Regions from separate parts of the Mus musculus genome. Here region 1 is linked to region 2. A link is a contact called in public promoter capture Hi-C data. All regions are on one chromosome and are shown on one strand. Each heading gives the region's core, a stretch centred on a gene start, on an enhancer-like site or on the middle of the called end of the contact. The rest is flanking DNA. Distances are from core to core; before and after follow the strand shown. Region 1 overlaps Ralb (v-ral simian leukemia viral oncogene B). Region 2 overlaps Clasp1 (CLIP associating protein 1).

Region 1 (2,700 bases), core at 100-2,599, 960 kb after region 2:
TTGGGGTTATGAGTATGCATCTTCATAACTGATTTTCTGTGATGCTGTGGACGGAGCCCAGGGCTTCAGGCACTCTAGGCAGGCACAGGGTCTCCCACTGGCCTGGAGTTCACTGCTCAGGCTAGATCGGCTGAGCAAGCCCCAGGGGAAGCGCCTGTGTGCACCTCTCCAGCACTGAGATTACAAACTCAAGCTGCCACAGTTCTGTTTTGCTTTGTGTTAGCATGGGTCCGGGGGAACAAGCCTGGGCACTTGTGCTTGCATTCCAAGACCTCACCAATTGAGCCATCTCCCCAGTCCATGTGAACTTTCTACATCAGTAAATGTAGCAGCCCAATGGCTTACCACTGATACCATCTAGCCCCTTTTCTGAACAGGCCCATAAACCTTTGCCCAGTGGCCCTGCCTCTCTCAGCTGCTATGCTCAGCACTTCCTACCTACTGCCTCTCTCTGCAGGGAGGAAGGAAGTCCTGAAGCAAAAGGAAGCAAGGTCCAGTCAAGACTCTGCAGACAGGGCTGCAAATATGGTCAAGCTAGCTGAGTGCTTGCCTCGTGTGCTTAAAGCCTTGGGTTTTGTTCCCCGAACCACACAAAGCTGGTTTGGTACGTACACCTCTGTAATCGCACCCGTGGGACGGGGATACAAGAGAATCAGGGATTGAAGGCTGTCTTCAACTACACACAGAGTTCAAGGACAGTCTTAGCTACATGACACCCAGTCTCAAAGAACAGAAGTAGCAGACTGACTTTGTAGTCATGCAGTAGAGAGAGGCGGAGCCTGTGTGAGGTAAGACCAGAAGAAGGGGGCTGGGAAGATACTACAGTGGATAAAGCACAGGCCGTGCGGTGTGAAGCTCTGGCTTCAGATCCCCAGGACCCATGGAAACAGTGTAGTGATCTCTCTATAATCCCAACAGAAGAGGCAGAGACAGGACAATCCTTGGGACTCACTGGCCAGCCTGTCTAACAGAATGGGCAAGCCTCAGCTTCAATTGGAGACCACATCTCAAATCGGAAGGTGGCCGGGCATAGCGTTTAACATCTTTAATCCAGTATCTGAGAGGCGGAGGCAGGAGGACCTCTGAGAGCGGCAGGCCAGCCTGCTCTATATAATGATGCCTCTGTTTGCACTACCTCAGATTGGGGATTACACAGTGAGACCCTGTCTCAAAAATAAAATTAAAGACTCCTCATCACCATGAATGTCCTGGCAGGTGCTCTCAAGAGCACCAAAAATGCTGAGAAGAGAGGCAAACGCCGGGTCCTCATCAGGCCATGTGTCAAAGCCATCGTTCGGTTCCTAACTGTGATGATGAAGCACGGTCACATGGTGAGTTTGCATCACTGATGATCACAGAGCTGGGAAAATCAATGTGAACCCTCACGGGCAGGTTGAGCAAGTGTAGCGCGATCAGCCCTAGGTTTGATCTGCAACTCAAACACCTAGAGAAATGGCAGAACAATCTGTGTCCACGCTGTCAGTTTGGTTTCCTTGTGCTGACAACCCCAGCTAGCATCAGGGACCACAAAGAAGCGAGACCAAAACACACAGGAGGGAGACCCCTGGGGTCCTTTCTCTAGAGGTGCAAAGCTCAAACAGAAAAGCCTCCGTAGACTATAAAATAAAATAAAATAGAATTAAAATTTAAAAAGTAATTAGGCGGAAGAACAGGTGAGACGGCTCAGCAGAGGAAGGTGAAACCGCCAAGCCTGGCAGCCCAGGTTCTATCTCTGGGAACCACATGGTTGGAGAGAGAGAGTCCATGTTGTCCTCTGAGCTCCACACATGTGTGCATACAATCTCCACACACACGAACTGATAATCATTTTCAGCTGCTCACCATGGAGATCAAAGATCACTTTATCAACATTTTTTTTTTTTTTGCCCACCAACTTGTTTTAGAGTTGATCTAAAAGAATCTCTGTGTTCTATTTGGTTTGGGGAACAGTAAGATTTAAATTTCTAATTTCTAAAGCGACTGCATATTTGGCTGATTAATTCTAGTGTCTAACGACAAAGAACCAGAAGAAAGAACATGAAATTTCAAGTATACCATGGAAGTTTCTAGAACAGCAGGAACCCAAGATGTGTCTTTATCCTCTACAGTACCCACATGCTTTGGAAGGCACCCCAACAAAAACCACCTCAATAGTGTCTAGTCTAAAGAGTGCTTATAAAGAAGCTAGGTAAGGTGGTATACGCCGTTAATCCTATGCTTAAAAGGCAGAGGCAGGTGGATCTCTGTAACTCAGAGGTCAGCCTGGTCTACATAGTGAGTTCCCAGGATAGCCAGGGCTACATGAGAGACCTTTCTCAAAACAAAAACACACAAACAGAAAACCTTTTAAAAGAAAAAAAAAAGTTGGAAGCTAGTCTTGGAGAAGGCCTGTGGCAGTCTGGATGTGACTCAGTTGTGGAATGTGAGGCTAGCACGCATGAAGTCCCGGTTCAATCCTCAGCACTGCCTAAACCACGTATAGAGGTGTGCGCTTGTTATCCCAGCACTGAGTGCGTAGAGGAAGGAGGACCAGAAGCTCACAGGAGTGCAGGGAGCAATGGATTAGTGGTAAGAGAGCTGGTTGCTCTTCCAGAGGACTTGGGTTCGGTTCCCAGCACCCATACAGTGACTCAAATCCACCTCTCTCACCTCAAGGGAACTGGAGGGAACCTCAAGCAAGGGTTCTGACCTCTTCTGACT
Region 2 (2,700 bases), core at 128-2,627:
TAGTTAAACAATACTTTATTTAATGTTCATCAGTTTTATTGATGATGTCTTGTTTTCTGTCCAAAAGCTTAAATGTATCATTTCATAAGTAAGTCAATTCATAGGGCCTGCTTAGCAGGTAAAGGCGCCTGACAACCTGAATTCTATATCTGAGACCCACACAGTGAGAACTGGCTCCTGCAAGTTGTCCTCTGACTCCCATCTGAGTACCATATCCCCTCCCCACAAAATAATCAATAAATTAACATGTAATTTAAGAAGAAGGACCAATTCCTGTAAAATGCTACATCCCAGCGTATTCTAAATGCTGAAGTGTGGCGAAGGCAGAGATTTGTTTTTCCTTATTAACTCAGGAAGGACATAGTTTTTATCTTAACATTTAATTAAGTATTAGAATTTTGATAAGTAAACCTTTCCTCAGTGGCCGCTAAGTCCTTCCTGGAATGCATAGCTCCACAGTCTTTCTCCTGCTGGAGCTTTGGTAAAGCTGGTCAGCTGGCTTAGTGGGACCTTAACAAGAAAGTCTTGGTTTACCCTGATGAAGAACAGCCTTGGGGGCTGGAGAGGCGGCTCCGTGGTTAGGAGCGCTTACCGCTGACCCATTCTGAGCTGCCAGCACCTGTATTAGGCAGCCTTTCACTCCAGCTCCAGGGCATCTGGCACCCTTTTCTGGCCTTTGAGCACATGTGTGACATACACTCACACAGACACACAAGCATGAACACACACACACGGTTTTAAATAAGAACTTTAAAATAATTGCTTAAATTGTAAAAACTTATCTTAAGTTTTTTGATTCTTTCTGCCTTTTCTATATAAAATTTATCATTCAAAAATCCTTAAAGGGACTCAGGTAAAATTTATACTGATAATGTTCTAAAAAGAAGTCACTAGCTTTTTGTGGTGTTTATTAGGTAATTTTAGTAAATTTAAACACTAACATTAACTCTTAATAACACTAAGGAAAATTAAGGTCAGTGTAATAATTTATCTCAGAGTTTTACTTTTTCCATCAGTTTGTATGAAATCTTGTTTCCCAAACCATGAAACTTGCTTATGTTGGACAAGCATCAGGGGCACTTACTTTCCTCTAGAAGAAAAGCTAAATAGATTAAAAGATTCAACCAAAGGCCCCGTTTGCTTCTATAATAAGTTCTATCATCTGTCTCAAGCCCTGTCGGGAACATAATGTCTAGAACAGGCTTCACTTAAAAAATCAAAATCCAGAGAAGGAAAAGCCCAAGTTGTGACCCATTAGTGTTAAATGTGAGTACCTTAGTCCCTACCACTGGCAGGCAAGTCCCGTGCAGTTCAAACTGGCTAGGGAATGTTGGTGTCTCTGTCTTTAGTGGGAGGAGGCAGGACTCCTCCAGAGGACTGAGAAAATGTAAGTAGACTAACAGGTTCTGCTTTTGTTTTCTGAATAGATCGGTTTGGGCTGGGCCAGTCAGGACGAATCCCTGGTTCTGTGAACGCCATGAGAGTCTTGAGTACCAGCACTGACCTGGAAGCAGCAGTGGCTGACGCTCTGGTAAGGGGCACAGGGAGGATGGAATCACAGTTACTCATCTGCACTTGATCTTAGCCAAAAGGCCGAGAGGTGATACAGTTACTCATCTGTATATTCTGTCTTAACATCAAAGTGCCCTCAAGTAAGGTGACTAAGTTGTCTTCTGTACTCTTCTTCCAAAGTGTGTGAGTAGGGCTGGGATGATGGCTCAACCACCAAAGCACAGGCAAGCGTGAGTTCAGATGCCAGGTTCAGGGGTGACCTGCCTGTATTCCCAGAGAGCAGAAACGGGGTCCTCTGAGCCAGCTGGCCAGCTAGACTCCATACTAGTACTCTGTAGGATCTCATGAGAAACCCTGTCTCAAGTGAGTAAGGTTAGGACAGCCAAGGCCGTGCTCACAAAGCACATATGTATTCACAGGAGAAAAAGAAAAGCTATGTAAAGTTTATTGTTATTTTTTCCTCTCACACTTTTTACGACACATAGTCAAATTGGCCTTCCAGGAAACAGCGGCGTCAGGAACCTGACCCATGCTTCTGGGTATTCAGGAAATCTTGATGGCATTGGGCTCCCCACATGTCATCTAGCTATGGCTTTTGTTTTCTGTATATCATAGCTTCTTTTCCCACACTGTTTCCTGGTTTCCACCCCGTTGCCTCTGTTGCTTCACAGGCTTTGAGACCGGAAACTTACATTTATTCTGTTATATGAATCTGACTTAGGAGAGTCACCCACACCCCCCAAAATGGATCAACTTAGTATTTGAGAAAAATAGCTGAGACTGGAGAGCTAGCTAATAAAACACTTGTCGTGGAAGCACAAGGACCTGGGTTAAAGCCCAGAACCTGTGTATATAAAGCACCATGTGTGGTAGTACACCCCAGGCATCCCAGTGCCAGGGAGATGGAATGGCTGGCAGCAAGGTCAACAGCATCTGAGGAATGGCACCCCAGTTTGACTCTCTCTCTCTCTCCCTCTTTCTCTCTCTCTCTCTCTCTCACACACACACACACACACACACACAGAAAATTTTCCTAAATGTTAAGATTTAATCTCTAAAGTTGTAAAGCATGGGGGGGGGGCGGATTTTGCATATTAATTATAATATTTGGGGGAAAAAACATCAAGTGCACATGGCTCCTTCAGTCTGTGGCACAGCAAATATTCCTGTTGGGTCAGCTTCTGCTGA

What was found. Promoter capture Hi-C pulls out the DNA fragments that hold promoters and counts their contacts.
Region 1: a promoter capture Hi-C map of embryonic stem cells shows a contact between it and region 2, with 5 times the contacts expected there. The contact joins two enhancer-like sites. A contact is called at or near these places in 2 of 39 promoter capture datasets (embryonic stem cells and hippocampal neurons) and 1 of 115 datasets of contacts at active chromatin or transcription factors (embryonic stem cells).

The regions. Positions count from the first base shown.
Region 1 is chr1:119,498,287-119,500,986 of GRCm38.p6, forward strand. The region is part of intron 1 of Ralb (v-ral simian leukemia viral oncogene B); the gene reads right to left. It also overlaps the pseudogene Gm29454. Among named protein-coding and RNA genes, the nearest start is that of Ralb, 5.1 kb to the right of the region's middle. Within about 2 kb of position 1,350, at least 46 of the 459 cell types and tissues checked have an H3K27ac peak or open chromatin away from gene starts, as enhancers often do. A contact at or near this core is called in embryonic stem cells, where this site is marked.
Region 2 is chr1:118,537,839-118,540,538 of GRCm38.p6, forward strand. It overlaps Clasp1 (CLIP associating protein 1), which reads left to right. Exons shown (of 43, transcript NM_001359328.1): 26 at 1,428-1,531. Among named protein-coding and RNA genes, the nearest start is that of 2900060B14Rik, 80 kb to the left of the region's middle. Within about 2 kb of position 1,378, at least 15 of the 459 cell types and tissues checked have an H3K27ac peak or open chromatin away from gene starts, as enhancers often do. A contact at or near this core is called in embryonic stem cells, where this site is marked.